Linked DNA regions of Zea mays: region 1 is linked to region 2. Evidence: chromatin contacts called from public Hi-C data. All regions are on one chromosome and are shown on one strand. The core of a region is the stretch at or near the end of the contact, and the rest is flanking DNA. Distances in the headings are between cores, read along the strand shown. Region 1 holds the start of LOC100280585. Region 2 holds the start of LOC100273726.

Region 1 (6,173 bases), core at 2,771-5,270, 210 kb after region 2:
TTTGCGCCCTCTCTCGGACTCAGTTTATATTTCTAACGCTAACCCGGCTTGTAGTTGTGATTAACTTTGTAAATTTCAGTTTCGCCCTATTCACCCCCCCTCTAGGCGACTTTCAGACTTCACCACCCCAACACCTCCCACGCCCGCGCATGAGACCCCGCATAGGAGCCAACACAGTCGTGCCTCGACAAGCCTGCTGCCTTCCGTGCTGGAACCGAGTGCGCTACCGCCCGTCGCCGTGTGTCAGCCTCAACCTAGACACCGAGCTGGAGCCAGAGGCACCCTCGGCGCCGGTGACCCCACGCTCGATGTGTGTCCTGGTGTAGCCCTCGACGCGTCATCACTTACCTGCACCGCGCCAAGGAGAGCCATTGGGTGTGCACATTAGCTCTACTGGTGGGTGATGTCAACCGAGACCCAAATACAAACTATTTTTTTAAAATATCTAGATGCACATTACATATATAATCTAAGCATATCTGTCTGCCACCGTCAACACAACTCAAGTGCGCATTTGTAGCCGTATTCTAGAATCGTATGCATTTATCTATTGTTTCTCCATCAGATGCAAGCAGGCCACAGAGATGAAGATCAGGTGCCCAGTGAATAGCTTTGACAACTGTTGTATGCTCAGGAGTCAGTATACTTCAATACTAGTTGTACCTAATGTGGATTCCAAACAAAAAAAGCTAGATAAGAGGGAATACTTGTCTAAGTTTCGCATCGAGTTGCATGTATTTCTCTAATTTTGTATATAACATATTTTTTTCATGATATGTGCGACGTTAGCAACTGAGCTGGAATGCCAAATTTGTAGTATGTATAGACAGACGTGGGAAGATTTCATCGTATGCACTTACTATCCGACTTTGGTTTTCAAATCCAGCAGTGACAACAATGCAGAATATCAAAGGGATCCAATTAATATCGGGACTATATATTTGGCCTAGATACTTCTTGGAAGTATGGATAATTCACACTATGGGGATGCACCCTAGAGCAAGAAGTGCTTGCTTGATAATCGAATATGTCATCGATATAGGAACGTGCAAACACATACTTACATCTCTACTGCTTATTAAGGCTGCAAGAGTAGTCTGCCATTCCGTGTTCTGCCACCATTCATGTTCTGTCATTCCCGTTCTGCCACCACTCCCATTCCTTGTTCTGCGTTTCTCATTCTCATGTTCTGTCATTCCCGTTCTGCCACCACTCCCATTCCTTGTTCTGCGTTTCTCATTCTCATGTTCTGTCATTCCCATGTTTGTTCTCTCATTCCCATTCTTTGTTCTGTCTTTCTCATTCCCCCTCCCCGCAAAGCCTATTCCCATTCCTCCGTACAGCCCATGTCTAGCTAAAATTTAAAAAACACACATGTCCTCAAGAGGATTTGAACCCGTGACCTCTCAAACAAAGGCCAAGAGTAACTACCGCTACACCACATGTGTGTTTATGCCTGCATCTATGACAGAAAACACATCTACTACATCTCTCACCAAGCTCACTTGCTACCCTTGCACAATGCGTAGTAGTAGATAAGTATCACCGAGATTCTTGAATTATATTTTTGGATGGAGGTAATATTATTTAAAGAAGAGCTTTGCATGCGATTTCTTTTGTTTGAATAATATTTTATACTTAAATTCCCTATTTACATGTGTGACATTTATTCTTTGTAATATTTTTTCCATGGATCAGACTTGTGAGTCATTTTCATAAACCAACGCCAAGCATGAATCCATGTTTCTTACTTGAAACCCCGAACAAACACCATGAGCAAGAGGCACTCGCGTTGGCGTCGCTCATCGATGATGAGAAGAAGCTTGGCTACTATCAGTTCGACTTCTAGAAGAAGTCCTACGTGGTCGCATGCGCCGCTGTGTACGACAAGCTCCCGCGAAGCCGTCACTTGGACGCGGTCCAGAGCAGCTATACCGTGCTGTCCATCGTTAAGCAGGGGGCCTCATGGTTGTCGCCAACGTTGACGACTCTCGGGTTGTTCTGGACACCGCATCCGACGACAACGCCATCACGCCGTCCAGCTCATCATCCACCTGAAGCCCAACCTGCCACGTAAGTTGCTACTGACCGGACATGAATTCTTATGCACTGGGACGATGGACGTTGCTGATGTTGTGTGAGTGTCCTCGAACATGATGTATGTAGCGGAGTAGCGCATCAGGTGGTGCAACGGCCAGGGTACTACCTCGCTGATGAGCCTGGGGTACACTTCGTTTGGCAGCCCAACCAAGAGTCATCGGTACTCGTCATGTCACGCGCGTTGTACAACTACTATATCGAGGATTGTGGCGTCATCATGGCGCCGGAGGTGACGCAGAGGATGATCGACAAAAGTGACCAGTTCGTCATCCTCGCCACCGTCAGGGTAGCTTTTGTGTCGGCCTGCCTTTAATTATCTTCTCAAACCCACACACTTATCTTTTTGTTTAAGAAAGAGCATACGGTGGTGCGTGTCTGATGACTAACGATGTACGAGGGAATTTCTTCCGGCATGTGTGGAACGTGCTCTCCAATAATGAGGTCATACAAATCGTGGCATATATCGAAGTCTGCATGATATTGATGGTTGCAATGTAGTGGTGAAACAACTAGATTAAAATAACAAAATTTATGTATGACTAGGATCAGAAATTGGTTATGAAACATTTTCTCATAACAGTATAACACACATTTTGTATATAAATTATCGTAGTATACTGATATTATATATTCCCGTTGTAACGCACAGGCGCTCAGCTAGTTTATATAATAGAGCTCGGATCGGAGCACAACTCGACCGTAGTGCTATCTACATTGGCGAAAAAGAGATGGATTGTCTGATTCAATTTGAAACGGCACATGACAACAAGCGTGCTCTTTCTTTCGCGAAGACTCCATCGCCGCCCAACGTGTGGCAAAAATTCGCCCATTGACTCCTAAAGCGTTGCATCAATTTTACGAGTGGACGGAGAGGGGCCGCTGTGTCTCGATAAGGAGGCGACGACCATGCAGCTCCGCCTAGCCGAGGAGGCGGCAAACGGGGCAGCGAAGTCATCATCTTTGTCGCACTTTCGCCTCAGTCTCCACTCCACGGTCACAACTCGCGATGCACCACGCCATCCTCTGTATTTATGCAAGTGCATTTGTATGATTTTTTATTGTATAGGCATACAAGCTCTTTATTATTATTTATACAACCATGCATGTTCTACAATTCTATTATAGGATGACAAACCTCAAATTGAAGCAACATGTGGAAAAGTTGCCTTTAAAGTTCCTCTCCGTATTTACTTTAAAATTATAACATTTTCTATGTAAATATCTATTGATTCAACTTTTATATAAATATCTATTGCCTTTAAAGCAAATATTTTATTATTTATAGATATAATTAAATTTGGTTTAACTAAATTACAATTAGTGCGCGTCAGTTACTAAGTATATATAAGAATAAACAATAGAACTTTTTAAGCATAATTAACTCATGTTTAACAAAAGTTTACTGTAGCATCACGTGAGCTAATCATAAAATATTTAGGTCAATAAGTTTTGTTTCATTGTTTAGCTCTTATATATATAATTAGTCTTGTAATTAGACTATATTTAATACTCTATTCGTCCAAAAATATAAGTCATTATAAGATTTTTGGAGAGTCAAATTTTAAAGTTGAACAAAAGTATAGCGAGAATAATAAAGATTTATGACACATAATAGATATAATATGAAACTATATTTAATAGAGAATATAATGATATATATTTGATATTGTAAATGATATATATTTGATATTGTAAATGTTATTAATTCATTGTATAAATTTGGTTAAATTGAAAAAAATTGACACTTCAAAATTTATAGAATGAATTATATTTTAGAACGAATCTAAACAACTTTAGTGCGGAAACAACAAGCGCTAGTTTTTGGCGAACGTATGATCCCCTCAGCCTCTGAACCGTCTGATGTTCCACCCACCATTCTAGCGCACATCCTAGCGTCGCAAAACCCTAGTCCCAATTTCTCCCGACTATAAATGAGTCCACCTCCCGTTTCCGCCCCTTAACCGCATCATCCTTTCCCTCGCGCCGCCGCCAACGCAACCCTTGCAGCCCCAATCCCTCACAGCAACCATGGCTGGCGCGCAGGAGTCCCTCTCTCTGGTGGGCACGATGCGCGGCCACAACGGCGAGGTGACGGCGATCGCGACCCCGATCGACAACTCGCCGTTCATCGTCTCCTCCTCCCGCGACAAGTCCCTGCTGGTGTGGGACCTGACCAACCCGGTCCACTCCACCCCGGAATCCGGCGCCACCGCCGACTACGGCGTCCCCTTCCGCCGCCTCACCGGCCACTCCCACTTCGTCCAGGACGTCGTCCTCAGTTCCGACGGCCAGTTCGCCCTTTCCGGCTCCTGGGATGGAGAGCTCCGCCTCTGGGACCTCTCCACCGGCCTCACCACCCGCCGCTTCGTCGGCCACGAGAAGGATGTCCTCTCCGTTGCCTTCTCCGTTGACAACCGCCAGATCGTCTCCGCGTCCCGCGACAAGACCATTAAGCTCTGGAACACCCTCGGTGAGTGCAAGTACACCATCGGAGGTGACCTCGGTGGCGGCGAGGGCCACAACGGGTGGGTCTCCTGCGTCAGGTTCTCCCCAAACACATTTCAGCCCACCATTGTCTCCGGTTCCTGGGACCGCACCGTCAAGGTCTGGAACCTTACGAACTGCAAGCTGCGCTGCACTCTCGATGGTCATGGCGGATATGTTAACGCCGTCGCCGTGAGCCCCGATGGATCGCTCTGCGCCTCCGGCGGGAAGGACGGTGTTACTCTGCTGTGGGATTTGGCTGAGGGGAAGAGGCTGTACTCGCTGGATGCGGGCTCCATCATCCACTCCCTCTGCTTCTCGCCCAACCGCTACTGGCTCTGCGCTGCGACCCAGGACTCTGTTAAGATCTGGGACCTTGAGTCGAAGCACGTCGTGCAGGACCTCAAGCCTGACATCCAGATCTCCAAGAACCAGGTTTGTACCCAACCTTACCTGGCTTAACATGCATGTTACCTTTTCGGAAAACCCTAAAGGTTAGGGTCAGTAATTGTATATGTTTTTGTCCCGATGCCTTCCTTTTTCCTGTTAATGTCGCTGCAGAAATGACAGTGTGCTTAATCTTTAGTGTTAGGCCGTGCGCTTATATGTACTGTAGAGTCTACTGTTTATAGAGTGAATTTTGAAATGGGGAGTGGGATAGGAAGGCTGCTGGAAACAGCCTTAATGCATATAAGAATACATTTTGGATTAGATGTTTTTGCTGTGGCGAAGATTTGTTTGTTCTATCAATTTTGCATTTGTTTTGCAGCTCTTGTTATCCTATCTGTCTAGCCTCTACTCTATTGTCTCTACTGAGCATTATATCATGATATTAATGCATAACTTTATACAATCATTGAATTTTGTATATATTCGTGTATTATACTACACATCTTGTGAGTTTATAACCTCATCCAGTCTATTGTTTGTTATCATCATTATTGTTTGTCATCAGCATTGTTGTTTGCTATCAGCATTATATCTCACCTAGTGTGTCAGTGCTCTTGGTATTACGTCTAGATAGTGTTTGCTTGGGCACATGTTGTCTTGAACTCTGCTGATGTAATTTTGTTCCTACAGTTGGCTTTTTGCCATCAGCAGTGATTATTATCAATTGTGCATCTCAACTATAGTCTGCAATGAATTTTCTGTTACTTGTAAAGTTGTCATATAATGTGTCATGGCCTACTATCATTTAGACATGTACACACATTTTATTTACTCATGAATTCAGATATTAGGTGTTTATTTTCGTGCCAGTTGTCTTTCCTCCTTATATTTAACTATGAAAAATGGAAGAAACTGCTGTTACCGGATGTATTATATGTTCTGTGTAATACTCATTACTACTATTTTTTGGTTGGATGATCATCTACTGTTTCTCAGACTGATTGATATTTAACTGCATCTGGTGCACTTGTATAGATCCTGTACTGCACAAGCTTGAGCTGGAGCGCCGATGGAAGCACCCTCTACACTGGCTACACCGATGGGTCTATCAGGGTCTGGAAGATCTCTGGATATGGCTACGCAGGCTAGATGTCGAAATCCAGTCGAGGGTCTAGGAGGTCTTGTTCTGCGAAACATTG
Region 2 (6,821 bases), core at 1,348-3,847:
ATGGATATTTTATTATAGTCCTATTGTCATATTCTACTTATGAACAGTAAATTGCCCCGTGCTATATTCTTCTCTAACTTCAGCTTCATGCAAAAAGTTCAAGCCACTAAAGTAGCGAGCTCTGAGGATCTAAGGGGGTGTTTGGTTTAAAGATTCAATCCATTCTTAATAAAGTGGTACATCATGAATTCATTCCACAAATTTGGTATAATGAACTTATTCCTCTTATTATTACTAATTATTAGACTATGAGAAATGAAATGGTGATGGATCAACTCATTACATTCCACAAACCAAACAAGAAAGTGAGGAGTGAGAACATGATGGACTACCTCATTCCTCAAACCAAACACGCTGTAAATGTGTTATGTGCCTCATTTGGTTTATTTACTTCATTGCATTATTACTTGAAGTTAAATTCTCGTCTGACGTGGTTCAATCTTTGAGATATTTTGCAATCCTAATTCTCGGTTGTTTCTCAGGAGTGTCTACCATTGTCCTTTTTGCAACTTGTGTCGCCTTGGGAGCGGATTGGGCACTGATTTTTTTCATTGCATGAAGTGCAATTGTTGCCTTGGCATAAAGATGATAGAACATAAATGCCGGGAAAAGATGCTAGAGATGAACTGTCCAATCTGCTGCGACTTTTTGTTTACATCGAGTGCACCAGTTAAAGGCCTTCCTTGTGGCCACTTCATGCATTCGGCTTGTTTTCAGGTATGGCAGTCTAGTTGCATTCTGGTTTGCTATTATGGACGGGGTAAGTGCTGTTCTAATTCTAATACATTCGACCTTACTATTTCAGGCATATACTTGTACCCACTACACTTGTCCAATCTGCTGCAAATCCTTGGGAGATATGACGGTAAACTACGCCGCTTAAGCATAAGGAGTTATTTTGCGTTCGCCATTTCGGTTTGTTCTGCCGTTGGCAGTCCATAGGCATACTATTATTGCGCTCTCTCTTCTCCAAAATAATTTGAGGGGTGACCAAGGACCCTTGTAGGCTTGAAGATCAATACTCCGTACATTCCAAATTATAGTTGATCTTAGTTTTGGACATGTTATTCTGCTCACAGTTCTCGACGATACATAAGTCCTACAGCGGTTTGCGCTTTTCTCCAGTCCAGTAAAATAGCTAATGTGACGTTTTTGTTTCTGAAGGTGTATTTTGGCATGCTTGATGGTTTGCTGGCTGCAGAACAGCTTCCTGAGGAATACCAGGACCGGTGCCAGGTAAACCATTATCGCAGTCCCGGTTTCATTATTTCATTCATATAGCTCACATTACGTTTATCATCGTTGCGTGGCTGTTTCAGGATATACTGTGTAACGACTGCGAGAGAAAAGGCAGGTCACGGTTTCATTGGCTCTACCACAAGTGTGGTTTCTGTGGTTCTTACAACACCAGAGTTATCAAGACTGATACGGCAGAGTGTTCTCGCCCTCTATAATTTCTTTTATGCAATCCATTTGTATATATATATCGACGGGGTAGAAACCTTGTGACCGTAGGTGTGATAGTTTTTTTATAGAGTGAACTGGGGGAGGAACCCCACCTGGATGTATTATGAGGAAAAAGTGACTGTGCACATGAGGAGTCTGAGAATTACTCGCTCCCGTCCCAAACTAACTGTATTTCTACGATTTGAAATATATTCGCTCATATATTTCCTGTGTTGCCCTTCAGCTGTTTCCTGGGAACATCTCGGTTTGTATCAGCGATACAGTTGGAGACCTTCTGAACACTGTCCCCAACTCAAGCCGACTCAGTTGAGCTGAAGAGCAAATAAATACTCAGGTTGCGATTGACATGGTACATTCTCGTCTGATCTTTTACTTGGAATGCTCTTCTTACAAGTATGAAGTATCCTCTTCAGTCCTCTGACCACAAGTAGAATCTTCCAGAGACCCAGAGATCCTAGATTGCGAGCACCTAATATTTTTTTTTGGTATGCCAACGTGTCACATATCTCTTACGAATTGATCGGACACATTACGTAGTCAGCAGCAGCACCGGGCGCACTATCACCGCTGCTGCTGCTGCATGGATACTCCAAATACGCGTGTCTCCAAGAGGCGGCGATTCCTGGACTGCAGGCCAGGTTTCAGAAACTTGACTGCTGCTTCGATCAGCCGAGCCTTGTTCCTGCTGGACACTGACCTTGGGCTCTTAACAGGCGATGCCACCTTGTGTGCGTGCCTTCGTGCCCACAATGGCCGTGTATATGTAAGTATGTAACGTTGAGCTGACCTGCATTGCCGTGGCGGCGGTCGTATCGTTTTGAGATTTCGAATATGTTTAAACGTAAAAATGAAAAAAGGATACAGGTTTGATGACCTTGACCTAGCCCCGGCCATGTAATAGCATTAGAGAGTGGGTCGTGGTTTGGGCCTGCGCGCCTTTAAACTGTATTGGGCTTGGCCCATGTACAGGAACCAAACACATGGTACAAAATCTAGGTATTGTGAAATACTTCTGCCACTGCCACTACTGCCAGCCTGCCAGGGATCTATTTGTAAAAAGACAATGACAAAATTGACATCAAAGCGAAAAAGAAAGAAAAAACACCCTGTCCTCACCAGTTCAACGCCTCTTCTCCGTTCACCCGGCGTGTGCTCTGCCTCTCTCTCTCTCTCGTGCAGCGACCGCCGACGCGCTTCGCCAGACCTTCGCCGGCGACGAGCACTCACCAGGTATGCGCACCCTCTCTCTTCCGCTCCTTCTGCGCGGAACCGATAAAACTGGAACCCTAGCCTTAACTATTTGGCTTTCTGTATTTGGATCTGATCTACTTACAACTGTACGCATTCGTACTACCTGGTTCCTTTGCAAGGAATACTGTGTGTGCAAGTGTACGCCGATGACCCATGTCCCTTTCTGGGTCTGGCCTGTGTAATGGTAGTGGTTTTTTACCACTTCGCTGTGGCTGTGGGCTGATTGAATCCAGTTCATTCTCCTGCACATTCTGTTACTTCTAGATAGATTTATGTGCTGCGTGGTTCGGTTAGGTTCTACGTTTCCACCTGTGGCACTGTTGCTGATAAGTTACCAAACCTTTGTGGGTACTGCTTGAGTGTGCCGGTCACTGTAGGCTAAGTCGTCCTGGCCTTAAGCCTCGATGAGATCTATTACTTGTAGAATTTAACGTGGTGAGATCTCGTCGGTGATTAGATTATCATTTGTCATTGAGTGTGCTTTTGTGCCTTGATGTTTGAGTGTGCTTTTGTGCCTTGATTATTGAGTGTGCATCCGATGATTATTGGTGCGGCGGAACCATCTAAATTTCGGCTTCCATTAATTATGTTTTTGCACTGTTGTTTTATTCCTCGACCCTTGTTCCATGGACTGGTTGACTGCACTATGGACTGTCGATTTAGTATGGACAGCGTTCCACATAATCACCAGAGATACTCTAACCTATTTTATTAATCTGTACCTGTAGGGAGGGCCTGGATTTTGTTCATTTTTTTTCTTAAGTGCCTTTTTTTCTGTGAATAACCCATGTAGGGCGTGAAAATGTCAACAAGCTCTTTGAAAGAACCCAATGTTTCTCAATCAAAAGACGTGGAGAATGGAAATGACAATTCTGTGAAATCCTGCATTAGCAAGCCTGTGTTGAATGGCAACAAATGTGCCAACAAGGAACAAAATGTTCCGTCTTGTTGCCCTGGCGCTGTGACAAATGGAAACGAGGCTGGAAATGCAGACGTGGAGTACATTGATTCTGAGAATCTAGTGGATCTACCAGATGTTGATGCAGCTCTATGTGTATGGCACCTGTTTGCATATTTGTGATATTTTATTGGACAGATTGGTTTCTCTTTGTTTTTAGTTCTAGTCAAAGCTAAGTTTTATTGTTTCTACTTTTTCAACAGACCTTAGTTAAAAGGTTGGATTCAAAGGACTGGGTTATGACATGTGAAGCTCTCAACAATGTTCGTCAGTTGGCGATGTATCACAAGGAAAGATTGCAGGAGCTGCTGTAAGTTGTTTCCATCATATTATATGCACAAGAAATGTGTTTCCCCGTTGGAAAATTCTTCACATATCTTTTGGAACCACTTATCCATGCCAATGACAGAGAATATCATATCTCCTTTGCTAATTGTTTAGCACGAACTGTTTGAATGCAGGGAGCCTCTAGTTCCTCTTATCGTGAAATCTGTGAAGAACCCAAGAAGTGCTGTATGCAAAACAGCACTGATGACTTGTGCTGACATCTTTAAGGTCTATGGTGACCTACTGGTTGAGTCTATTGATCCACTGGTGAGTATCGCTATTCATTTAAAATTTCTTGTATTAGCTAAAAGGTCTTTGAAAACATCTTTCTGTCAACTGCTGCATTCACAGCTAGTGCAGCTGTTTCTAAAGGCTTCACAAGATAAGCGTTTTGTCTGTGAAGCTGCTGAGGCAGCTCTTACATCGATGACAAGTTGGATCTCCCCATTACTACTGTTACCAAGAATGCAGCCCTACCTCAAGAACAGGAATCCGCGGGTTCGAGCAAAAGCATCAGTGTGTTTGAGCAAGAGTGTACCTTGCTTAGTAAGTGAACTTTCTTGCCTGAAAATTTTATACAGCTGCAGCTTCTGTAACCCAATTCTTATTGTAAAAGGAACTTAAGATAGGAATGGATAAGCTGAACCTAGTTGACATGGTATTCCAGATATTTTAAGTTTATTTTCAGATCCTTCGTTCTATGTTCTAAACATTGAACAGCCTGTGTCAAAAAGCTGAACCTAGTTGGCATGTTATTCATTTGATGGTTGAGAATATTAAGACAGATGTGCTTTTAGCTGTAGGCTGTATGTTATTCATGTTTGAACTCATACTTTGATGGCATCTTCAATAGAGCAACAGTGAGATTGGATACATCAATTTGTGCACTATAGAGCTACATCTACATGCACCAACCAGTATTTGTTGCCTAGCATTTGAGGGATGCATTGTTATTCTTATTGTTTAACAACAATGGTATTCTCTTTTTGTCCAGGATGTGCAGGGAATCAGAGAATATGGAATGGATAAGCTCGTCCAGATTGCAGCAACCCAACTCAGTGACCAGCTTCCTGAATCAAGAGAGGCTGCTCGCAACCTGGCACTGGAACTACAGGTATTATATGAGAAGTCTCAGGCCTCCACCTCTGACGAAAATGAGGGTGAACCTTCTGTCTCACAAGATGCTGAGTCATGGGAGGCTTTCTGTCAGTCCAAGCTTTCTGCCTTAAGCGCCCAAGCCATCCTTCGCGTGACCTCTACTACTCCAAAAGAGGGTGTCGCCTCTACTTCAAATGCTACAAAAGAGGGTGTCACGGCGGCCCCAAAAGAAGGTTTGGATGTGGATTGCTAGCATGAGGCACACAAGCCCACAATGAGTTTGTAGATGCGATCAGAGCGCGATTGTCCACCCCCTTCGGTTTTTTTGATGTACATGCTTATGGCTGGTCCTTGGTTACATCCAGTTGGGAATCGGTTGATTATTGGTTCGGGAATTCAGGTGTGACCGCGGTGTTAATATTGGTTGGGACATATATCTGCTATAGTTGATTGTATAATCATTTTGTTCCACTACTTGGTATTTGTTTCGCCAGGTGAACGTAGAATTTGACCCACGGTCAGTGTTATATACAGTCCTCTTTCTGCCACATCGGGTGCAGGTTATGTTATTTTTGAAGGAGATGTCATTGGCATTCGTGCGCCACCCTTATGTTGTACTCTCTCTCCGTTTTAAATCATAAGTCGTTTTGACTTTTTTTTAAGTATATAGCTTTTGTTATGCATCTAGATATAAGTTGTCTATAAAAGGCCTATAACTTTGGAGGGAGTAGAACTTTATGGTGTTCATTCTGGTATTTACAGCATGTCTCTGCTTTCGTTGTGGTATCGAAATGGCAAACCACCAGTCTTGTGTCGTCGCCAACATGTTATATTCCGTTGCAGGACACTGACAGTATGACCTTGGCATCATGCCGGTGCTTGTTGGTGGTTGACGGCTTGACTTGACATGGTTCTTACCCGTGTATATGGCATGAGCATTTTGCTGCCTGAAGTTTCGTGGATTTTGATGCCGGTCGGTGCTTAGCCGAAGGTTTGCTTAGAAGCAAGGGAGGCAAAATCTCCTTGTTATTTAAAATTAAATAGCAAGAGGTTTTTTAGCCTCTCCATTTCCCTTACTCCCAATTCCCAAACAAAACAAGCCCTAAAAGCAATACTGCTTCCGGCAAACTCGTTTGTTTAACAGAGCGGGGATATACAGGTCAAGAACAGTTTGATTTGCTTCACTGGACACGTTATGTGTCTACACCCGCCAATCGGATCATTTGAGGTCATCGTGCACAACGAGTATTCAATCGAAATGTTTCCTACCAAGTTTGTACTTATCCGGGCCAAATCTGCAGGAGCCCAGAAATAACGAACTCCCACGCGGATCCAGAGCCCATCCTCTGTATTTTTGCTTGGTCGTTCAGGGCACCAGGCCAGGCCACCAGCACATCGTCCGTCTCGCTCGAGTCTCGACGGTGTTTGACCATTCCCCGGCCATGTAGGCATGTACGCGGAAACGGCGCCACGGGAGGCATGCAAGAAGGGATTACCGGTCGTCCGTTGACTGTGTCGCTGTCGTCAGTACGAGTAAAAAAAAGGCGAAGCTAATACGATCGACGTACGCACGTACGTGTCATTGTGTCAAAGCGGACGGACGGACGACACGCAGTATCTACCTTTGTACATACTATAGAATGTAGCGAATCACCGAGCCCCACGTGCAGCATACTGTAGTGTAGGGTACAGGAGGTACAGGACTACTCTCCTGGCATGT

Evidence for each region. A called contact is a pair of places that touch in the nucleus more often than the background predicts.
Region 1: a Hi-C map of leaf shows a contact between it and region 2, with 6 times the contacts expected there. The contact joins the promoter of LOC100280585 here to the promoter of LOC100273726 in region 2. A contact is called at or near these places in 2 of 25 Hi-C or Micro-C datasets (ear and leaf).

The regions. Positions count from the first base shown.
Region 1 is chr6:174,419,071-174,425,243 of Zm-B73-REFERENCE-NAM-5.0, forward strand. It overlaps LOC100280585, which reads left to right and starts at 4,021. Exons shown (of 2, transcript NM_001153504.2): 1 at 4,021-5,019; 2 at 6,010-6,173. The coding sequence starts at 4,129. The coding sequence ends at 6,123.
Region 2 is chr6:174,211,147-174,217,967 of Zm-B73-REFERENCE-NAM-5.0, forward strand. LOC100273726 reads left to right here and starts at 2,598. Exons shown (of 6, transcript NM_001148136.1): 1 at 2,598-2,697; 2 at 3,512-3,772; 3 at 3,880-3,986; 4 at 4,138-4,270; 5 at 4,355-4,549; 6 at 4,998-5,717. The coding sequence starts at 3,521. The coding sequence ends at 5,354. LOC103630692 (zinc finger protein-related) reads left to right here. Exons shown (of 14, transcript XM_008651747.3): 11 at 483-717; 12 at 806-865; 13 at 1,165-1,236; 14 at 1,320-1,682. The coding sequence ends at 1,454.